Linked DNA regions of Urocitellus parryii: region 1 is linked to region 2. The links are chromatin contacts, called in public Hi-C maps. All regions are on one chromosome and are shown on one strand. The core of a region is the stretch at or near the end of the contact, and the rest is flanking DNA. Distances in the headings are between cores, read along the strand shown.

Region 1 (5,229 bases), core at 2,492-4,991, 180 kb before region 2:
AATTGTCCTAGGAGGTTGAGGTAAGTTGGAAAACATCAGGGTAGGAGGGGACCAGAGTGACCTGGTCACACTTACCTGCCTGCGTAGGGCCATGCCAATGTCATCCAAACTTGGGAAGATTGCTTGGTCCATCTTGGCAAGAACACAGGCCATCACACTAAACAGCTTAGCCACAAAGAGGGCCTTTAAGTAACACAGAAGAAACATGTTATTCATTCAATCACAATAGTAATAGGTACCCACTCTCTGCAGGGACTGACATCCAGCTGTTCTGACTGTAGTGTAGAACACACCAGCATCGTGCTGATCTGAACATGGAGCAGAGGTTAGCACCAGTACCAGTAGCAGTGCATACCAAGCCCTGCAGCTCTCCAGGCCTAGTGGCACTGTCCCCTGCTATTTTTGCTAGAGAGGGTTCACTCCCCAGGAATCCCCTTGGGCACTCTGCAGCCACTAAGAGACAGGTGGGCCCAGAAGCACAAGGAGTTAGCTCTGGTAAAACCATTCAGTTGAAGGTCCTGTTCTGCCACTCAGCAGTCATCAGGGTACTCAGTGGCCTCCCTGCTTATCAATTTCTTCATCCATAAAGCAGAAATAATGACTCCATTCCTACAGTGTTGTCATGGAGATGACAGGGTGAAACGAGATGCTAGCTGCTTGTGAGAGCATTGGCAAGTTTACTGAGTACTTGCTGAAGGTACAGGGCTATTAGGAGTTCTGGATCCAGACCAATAGACTTAGAATCTAGCACCAGGCCTGCCCTGGGTATCCGCTTTTGTATGGCCCTGGGCCTGTCATTTGGTCTCTCTAGACATGGATTAGAGATGCAGACTCTTGCAGCTGTATCTGACTAAGGCCCATGGTGAATCCTCTCCAGCAATGGTGTTGACTTCCTGTGCTCTGTAGAGTGTGCAGCTGTGGAATATTTTATTGAAGAAAAGTTTCCACGGCTTTCAGTATCGATGATGATCACTAGACTGTGTGCCCTCTAGGAGGATTCCAGAGAGGTCTCCTAGAAGGAATCGGGAATGGGCTAGGTGAAGAGTGGAGGAAGGGTCAGGAGAGAGAACATGGTGGGGATGGGTGAGAGTAGAGGGGACGCCTGGGGTCAGGGCTCCATCCTGAACTGTCCAGAGTGGCTGGAGAGAACGTGACAGAAGTGGGTGGGGGAAGGCCTGGATGGCAGAGGGCATGAAGAGTGTGAGCTTTTACTTCAAAGCCCTGCCAGGGTGGCAAGGCAGTTGTTGAAGCTGTTTTGCAGATATGGCAACTAAGGCCCACAAGGCAGAGTGAGGTTCCTGAGATGAAGGTGCTTTTCTATAAGAGAGCAAACCCAAGGACATGGGTGCTCCCTTCCTGATCTTGCCTCTTTCTGCTAGCACTTGGTACTCAAAGAGATGGCAAGGTGCAGCCAGATTTCGAAAAAGAAAAAGAAAAAAGAAAGAAAGAAAGAAATACATTGCTCTTCTTTAGAAATAGACAATAAAACCTGGAGTCAAGACAAAATAACTTTCATAGCATATCTCAGTTACAAGACATGAGGGTTCTTTATGTGGCCTTCTTAGGATTTTGGCAGCCATATACAGTCAACAACTCACAGAAACCCAAAGGGATGCAGGAACCCCAGACCAGTCTCCTACATTCTCTGGCTCATAAAGAAGACACTGCACCTTCAGTAAAGCTGGTCCCTTACCTAAAGGCATGCATTTCTATTGAGGACCTAAACCTGGAGAAGGCAAATGAAGACAGTGTCCTCTTCTCTCTGGAAAAGCATTGAGCTACATTTGGGACCAGACAAGACTTCCTGTGGCATTGTAATGAATGTGTTTCACATCTTACATTCTTGTAGTCCAAGATTCCATCCCATTGACTCAAAACATTGTTGTCTCGGATGCTGACCGTACCTCGGAAGGCGTTGATATGGATGAGTTGGGTCCCAACAGATCCATCCAGAGGATGGCTGTCACTGATGTTCTAGAGAAAACCAAGCAACAGTGAGAAGAGTCAAAAGCCCAGAGTATTCTGTAAGTTGAAGGGTGACCCATATGAAATTTGAGGGATGTCACTCTGATTATCACCTTGGAAATATTTCTGCCCAAAGGGGACTAGACAGATGGGACCCTCTTCACTCGACTTACCCTGAGGGCCAGAGATGGAGTTAGGAAGAAGACCACGAGTATGGAAGATGCAGTCTGAAATGGGAACAAATACCAATGCACTTTTTCTTTAACTTCAGATGACAGTCCACAGTCTCAGGCACTGCTGGGGCAGAGCCTCCTTAAAGTGATTTATAATTTTCACTGTCTCTCATGCCCACAGGGCTCCAGTGTGTACCAGGAGACAAGTTCAATATGGTTGAATGGGGTATTCTGGCTTCTCAGGAGGCAAAGCTTTATCATTCACTCAAAAACACTTACTGGTTTGCTTCTGCAATCAATCATTGGGATGAATATTAGGCAATCTGACAGACCTGCATACAGGGTCTGTCCGATTGCCTAACAATCTGCACACAGGGTAGGGCCATCCTAGGCCAAATGTAATAGTAGTCACAATTCCAGGCCTCCGTCTCCTTTAGCTGCACCTTCTTCTCTACTTCCAGCCACTGGTCTAGATCGTTATCCAAACCCCAAATTACATTTTTGGTCCTGCCTTGCCCTATGCACCCACTTAGAAACAGATATCCTATTGATTTCCTTTCCTCTGGATTCTCTCAGCTTGCTTAAAAATAAAAGACCAATCGCCAGTTATTTTTACCTTATTTTGAATAGATTGTATTCAAATGTGACCAGTTCTTAAAATACTGGTTGCTGATCATTTCCTTTCTGGGTGGCCTGGCTTGCCATACAGGTATTTCAGGCATCAGAGAAGAAGTGAAAGAGAATTAGTTGGGGGTGGCAATAGGCTAAGGTGAGAAAATGGAGCAATGAACCCTTCCCTATATTCCACAGCTCATTATCTGATATATTCAGACTCACTTGGCTCAAGTGCACTTCCACATCAGCTGGACTTGACAGGCACTGCCCCTCTCCCCCATCCCCATGACAGCCCATGAAATACTCCAGGGGCAATTCCTACAGTAAAAGGTGAGATATGTCTTTGAAGAAGAAGTCAATAGCTAATCGACGAACAGTAATCATAGTGTGGTGAGGTCAGTCAAGGAGATAATGGAGATGCAGATGACAAAATTACTGATGCCATATATAATATACATCTGAAGATTTCCTGTACTGGCAATTTGTAAATAAGATAAACTCAGGAAGACAGGACCTTAAAATATGCACCAACCCAATGCCGAAAGAGTCCTGAAACTTAAGAAATTGGTTATTAGTTTCCTTGGTGAAGACTCTTCTTTCAGATACTAAAAAACAGAATGGTAGCCAAGCCCAGTGATGCATGCCTATAATCCCAGCGGTTCAGGAGGCTGTGGCAGGAGGATCAAAAGTTCAAAGCCAGCCTCAGCAACTTAGAGAGGCACTTAGCAACTGAGCAAGACCCTGCCTCTCTCTACATATGGGCTGGGGATGTGGCTCAGTGGTTAAGCACCTCTGGGTTCAATCCTCAGTATAAAAAAACAAAACAAAAACCCAGAATGGTATGTGCCAAAATAAGATTTGAAAATTCTATTTGGATTTAATTGGAAGAGTCCAGTAGGGTAGAGGAGAACTTCTCACTAGCTATTTTATGTTCCGAGGGTAAAACTACTTATTTAAAATTAGAAAATGTACTTACAAGGTGTTTCATGTTGTCTCTCTCTCTCTCAGACCTTGTGCAACTGCTTTCATAATAGGATTTTGTATGTCCCACTTAATTCTAAATCTGGTTTATATAGCCCTAGACTTTGCAACTATTGCCATAATAAGGGTATGTGGGAGTAGCTAACCATGATCCAAATACCACTTGGGAGAGAGAGAAAGTTTATGTAATTATACTTATCACTTTTCTTTGAGTTCATCTAAGTATTTTCCTTTCTTCCTGATACCACCACCGGTTCCAAGGCAAACATAGGAAATGAAGGAGGCCTTGTGGGCTGGCATATCCATGACCTTAACTGCTAAGGTAAGGATTACAAACAGTAGACCTGCACAAAATGACCCAGATACACAATCAATGAGCTCACTGTTTCTACTTGTCAATTTCTGAAGTTTTTTTTTTAATTATTATGTTTAATAACAGGGTGGTTGGGAGAAACCTTATGAAGCCCAAAGAGGCAGACTGAGTTCAATTAAGATTAAACTGGTTGAAAATCAATCTGGTCCAGCTCTTCATCCAAACCCCAAAGCACATGGTTTGCACTGCCCTCTGCCCACCCAACAAGCTGACCTAAGTTCACCTCTTCCAACATCTGCCTCTGGTTGACTTTCCTGATATTCTGAAATTTTATTCTCATTATAGGACTCTCTCCTCCCAGCTTTCATTTCAGGGTGTTGTTTTTTTTTTCCATAAAGGACACTTTGACCGGCCCAGAACCCTTGATACATGGGGAACCGTGACCTTCATGTTACAAGTTAAGCACCAATTTAGGACTTTTCACACATTGTCTTCATTTTCCTTAAGTTCTGATGTGGTGGCCCAGTGACCTGGATCAAATACCTTAAGGTGAGAACTAAACTGATATTTTTTTATGAGAGAAGAAGAGCTAATCAGGTGAGGCTGGCACTGGAGTGATCCAAGAGGAAAGATAGGCAGCTCAGTCCTTACTTAATGCAATTGGCCATAGTACTTTGAATAGATGGACATGGTCATCCAGGGCTCAGATAATATCATTCTCATATCTCCATTGCTCTCAGTACTTTAAAAATTTACAAATGATATATTCAACCATTATTGACTAAGTAAGTAAAATGGATTAAAAGGATAACTTTTAGAGACTAACAAAAAGTGCTGTGCTATGTCTCTAAATAGGTAATGACAATAAGGGAGAAATAAAAGTTAAGCCATTTTTATTTTAGCCCAGGGAGTTTGTGAGAAGCTTAATAGAGCCATCAAATTTCGAAGGAAGAAGGGATCATGAATTGTCATGTGGATTCGCTAATGAAAACTTTGTAGGAATCAGGAAGGATGGTGATTCTTAGAAAATCAAAAGGATGTATAAATCACCTTACAACTTATAAATCAACTTCATAGTCATGATTTTATTTGCTCCTTATTACAACTCTATGGGTTAGGAGGAATAGTAAATGCTAATCCATTTTTACAAATGAGGATATGCAGTCAATAGATTAACAAGTA
Region 2 (4,927 bases), core at 651-3,150:
GTTAATACCACCACATTGGTGAAATGCAGTTGCACAGTAGTCCAGTCCCTCGGGGCAACAAACTTGTTGACGCCATGGATAATGTTAAAGGCTCCTCTAAATTTCATTATCATTACTTTTTTCATTAAAACAAAATACTAAGTAATATCATCTGGTAGTCCAACTTTATTCAGTCAACAAATATTTCTTGTGTGACCAGATAGCAGAGTACCTAGTACCTGGACTAACTGAATGATAACTCTCCAAGGCTAGTATACTTGAACCACCGCACCTGCAGCAGTTCATCATCTGATGAGTTCTTGTTAAAATGCCAACTCCTGAGCCTCTCTGCAGAGATTCTGACTTCATGCATCAGGATGGGGGCCCAGGAGTTTATAATTGTTAGCCAACACTTGAGATGACTGAGAAGAAGGGTATCCATGGAACCCCACTTTAAGAAATGCTGGTAGAAATCATGAAATCCACACAGACTAATCCTAGGCTTGAGAATCTAATGTGGTAATTTTCTATATTCCTGGGGGGGGGGATCACTTACCTAGGAATTTTCTCAAGTTTTCCATTTTTAAACGGAGGGAGAGTAAAACCCCAATACCTGCTCAAACACAGATAGTGAGAGAGCAGAATGACCTTATGTAAGGAGAAGCAGGACATTTCCAAAGGAACAGAGCTATTGGAGTTCTACCTTGAAAATGAATTTTTATGACATAGAGTGAGCATTGGCCAAGTATATTTACTTCAACAGGAAAAAGAGCTCTTGCTTATGTAAGAGATACAAACAGTACCTATTCCTATTCTCTGAAATGACTTCAGCAGAAGATGATGCCCACTTGATTAGGGAGCACCAGTCCTCCCTAATTTCCAAGACAAGTGGTTTCTCTGAGTACTCAGTTTTCTTTCGAACCCTTTTTCAGTCACTCCCCACTAGTGACTTTTCAATAGAACACTTATTTTAGTAGCATGCCAACTGCATGCTACTAACCTTAAACTTGCTCCAAGCAAGACTTACAAGCTGTTACAAACACCTTAACATTTCTCTATGTCCAATATTAAGGACGTTATCTCACTATTTGGAATATGTGTATAGATATAAAGGCATCACTAAATGCTACCCTGAATTACTGTGATCAGTTTAATCATATAATACATTTACATAAAGACTATCATGATAACAAATAAAAGATGAAGATTAATGTATCATCATCGCTAGAGGGAAAGGTGTGAACTAAAGGTCGGATTATCTTAGAATTATCCCTTAAGATAACTAATTAAAAACACTTTTCTGAGTTCCCTTCCATTCTGTTCCTTTAGAGACCTTCAAATGTCTCTGTCTTGTCCTCTCTGTCTACTTTTTGCTACAGGTAGCCCCACAGTGCCCCCCCCCCGGGGGGGGCTTACAAAACAGGATACTGTTGAGCTTACTCACTGATGGAGGCTTTCAGAAGACTGTAGCCTTCCGACTCCTGCTAAAAGCCATTCAAAATGTGGATGAGTTTTCAAACCAGAGGGAAATGGCTCTTCCGTGATATACAGAGAAAAATTCAGTTTGTGTGTGATCTGGAGCCTACCACCAACCAAAGAACCCCAATCTCATACACCAAGGAGCTCCATTTCTCCACGATTTCCAGAAGAAAAAGGACTCTCCCTCCCGCCCCACATTTTGGTGGAACTTGGTGTCAGCGTATTAATTTGAATGCAAATTTCCTGCCCCAATCTCAAATTTGCTGCAAGATCCATGTTTAAGTCGACTTGGCTCCCGGCAAACCAACATGCAAATAGGGGGGGGGGTTCAAGTACAAGAACCACAGCGGCAATGAAAAGACACGTGGGCCATACCTATTTTTGCAGCCTCCATTTTCAGGTTGAAATCCCAGTTCCTTGGCAGCTTGAGGGACATTTTGCTTTCGGTTTGGGTGAGTAACTGGTGAAGCAGCCAGTCTGTCCCAGTTGGTGCCCTTCTGGACTTTTCGATCTCGTCCTCTGCCTTGTCTTTTCCCCCCTTAATGTTCGTTTCGCAAGCCGGGGTTAGGTTTGAAGTTGATCTGCAACGTGTCTCCTCCTTTCTCTCAGATGCAAGGTCCATCCATCTGTCAGTTGGGGATGGCACCCAAACTCCCCTCGTCCCCCACCCACAGTCTTCCAGGGACTGATACCTGCTTTCCTTCTTTCAGTTTTAGCGGAAATATCCCAGGTGACACTTGGCTCTGAGCTGTGGGGAGCAGAGATCCTGTTCGAAAGAATCTCAGGCCTCACTGAGGCAAAGTTGTAATAAACAACCGCTCCTCTCAGCTTTTTTTTTTTTTAACTGTCTGCTTCCTTGCATTTGAGGAAGTGGGTGCTGCTCAGTGTGGAGGATGCAGGAGGAGCACACTTTCTTGAGAAAATCCTTTGGGGAAATGCTTGTCAAGCTGGAACGAAAGCATCTGTGACATAAGGCTACAGTTTTACTGAAAGGAAAAGCAAAATCCCAAGATCCTTCACCATATTCTTCTACTGTGTTCTCCTCACCTAAAGGATCAAGCATCCCCAGGTAGCCTGTAGACAGCCAGCATTCTGCCAAAGTTACCTTCTTTAAAATCCTTCTTGTGTAAGGATCATATAATCAGCTCTCTGCCTGCACAGGGTAAAGATTTCTACCAGCCAGATGTAGGAAGGGTTTGGTATATTGAGTCAGTAAGTCAATTTCAGCAGGTAGACCCCCTCAAATATTCCTCAATTATTTGGCATTGAATCCAGGGGGTGTGTTTCAGAATCAGACCAACATGGATTCAAAACTCAGTTTTTCTACTTTCTAGCTCTACAACTTCTAACAAGCAATTGAATCTTTCTGAACCTCACTGTCATTAGAAAAAAAAATGAGGTAGCTATAGCTGTATAAAAATTTTGCAAAGACGTCTAATACAGACCTTGACACACAGTGGTTATACCACAAACATTGTTTCTATCCTTATTCTATTTAGTTCTGTGACAGGCTTTCATGTATTTAACTGGGTCAGCCTAACCAATAGTGGTTAGGCATTTGGGCCCTGGAACCAGACTGCCTATGTTCAAGTCTTAGCTTTATCAAGTTCCTAGCTGTGTGACTTTGGAACCAGTTCTTGACCACTCTGTGGTTCAATTTTCTCATTTGCAAATGAAGCAAATAATAAAACCTGCTTCCTAGGGCTGTTAGAGAGCAGGTACAAAGCACTCAGAATGATCACTGCTGCCCAGCAGATGAGTTATGCATTCTTGGCCCATATTCATTCTTCAGTCCCCTGGGTGACTCTCATACTTTCTTCTTCACCTCCCACATGCTTACTCTGTTGATGATCTGGCTTCCTGTCTCATTAAGAAAACTGGTGCAACTGGACATGAACGCCTACAAGTTCCCCCCACCAATCCACCTACCTACCCACATGTGAGCCTGTGTGCTCAACCTGCTGCAGTGGATAAACCCTCTCCGATGGCTTCCCCAGCCCTACTGCACCCTCATGTTCCTCTCTTTCCTGGATCTTTCCCATCAGTATTCAACTTATTCATTTTATCCCATCTTTTCAAGAATCTCTTAATGCCACTTCTTTGACTGTAGCCCCATTTCTCTCCTTCATTTCTGAGCAAAGCTTTGGTAAGAGTTGTCAACATTTGCAAATGTCTTTCCTTTTACTTTCTTCTAATTCTCCCTGTTGATGTAGTTGTCCCAATACTCTGCAGTATATCTTCTCATCAAAGACACTGGTGACTTTTCTGTCACTAATCTCTGAGGTCAGTTCTCCATCCTCATCTTGCTGACCTGTCAGTAGTGTTGACCACTTTCTTCAGATCTGAGCTCTCTTTCCATGTGGCTTCTGGAAGCTATGACTGGCCTGATTATCTGCCTGCCCTCTGGCTGCTCTCCTGAGTCCTTGCTGATTCCCTGATTTCTAAATACTGGTAGAAACCAAGATTCATTCAGTGGACTTCTTTTCCATCCCTACTCACACCTAAGTGAGCTGGTCTATCGTAAGACTTTAGACACCATGTATCTACAATCACTGCTTGTAATTTTCCAGCCCAGATCACCCTCTGAACTCTAAATCTCTGCTTTGCTCTCTAATAGCGATCTCAAGCTAAACTTGTTGAAAACATATCTAGAGACCAGGCTGAAGGAGCCGTGGTGACCTGGGGCATATTCTTCCATTGGAAATGAAAGAAACATGAGACTGAAGAACCACTCAAGTGTATTTCAAGCCTCTGCTTCCATCCTGTCTACTTGCATTCCATTAGCCAACACGGGTCACATGGCCAAGTTCAAAGTCACCAAGGCAGGAAGTGTGCACAAGTGCTAAGGGGCAGGCAGAGGGGGAGAAAGGAAGGGCAGGAATGCTTGCAGATCAAGGCTTCGATCCATCTCACCAACTCAGTATACCCAGCTGCCCTCAGCTCCCCAGCAGTGCTAGATTCTTCTGACCTTAACTCTGCCAGTCAAGGACTTTGAAGCCTCCAATCTTGCTCTACTGCCTGCCTGACTCAAACACCAGTGTTCTTTCTCCTGACCTAACTGAGTGGGGGAAAGGAGGTAGCGAGCTGAGCCCTAGCCCAATAGCATCTCATGGGGAACTTGACATCAACCAAAGTTGCCGTCCTGGGATCTTTAACTTAAGAACTCTGAAAATATTCTGAAGGTGGCATTTACAAACACACAGGGAACTTCCTTTACTCTTTAGAGTGGCGTCCTGTGAGTCTTGGAAAAACTCATGACCCATGGGGGAAGTTAGTTGTGCATCGCGCATACTCGGAAAGGCAAGCAGGAAAAGTGGCCTTGGAAAGGCCCGGTACGCAGCCTTTCCCCAACAGAGCCGCCTTGGGGTGTCAGCTCCCTGGGTGGGGGTAGAAGGCTGCTATCTGTCCTCTTACTGCTCCCCTGTTCTGACTTTCCTGGAAGGAAGAGATATCTGGTCCTAAAGTTGAA

What was found. Hi-C and Micro-C count contacts between places; a contact is called where the count stands out from the background.
Region 1: a Hi-C map of muscle shows a contact between it and region 2, with 4 times the contacts expected there. The contact joins the promoter of LOC113181584 here to the promoter of Arhgap25 in region 2. A contact is called at or near these places in 2 of 2 Hi-C or Micro-C datasets (liver and muscle).

Annotation. Positions count from the first base shown.
Region 1 is chr12:87,678,149-87,683,377 of mUroPar1.hap1, reverse strand. It overlaps LOC113181584 (gastrokine-3-like), which reads right to left and starts at 3,741. Exons shown (of 6, transcript XM_026387161.2): 1 at 3,730-3,741; 2 at 2,139-2,192; 3 at 1,840-1,974; 4 at 76-183. The coding sequence starts at 3,741.
Region 2 is chr12:87,500,307-87,505,233 of mUroPar1.hap1, reverse strand. Arhgap25 (Rho GTPase activating protein 25) reads right to left here and starts at 1,900. Exons shown (of 11, transcript XM_026387243.2): 1 at 1,834-1,900. The coding sequence starts at 1,894.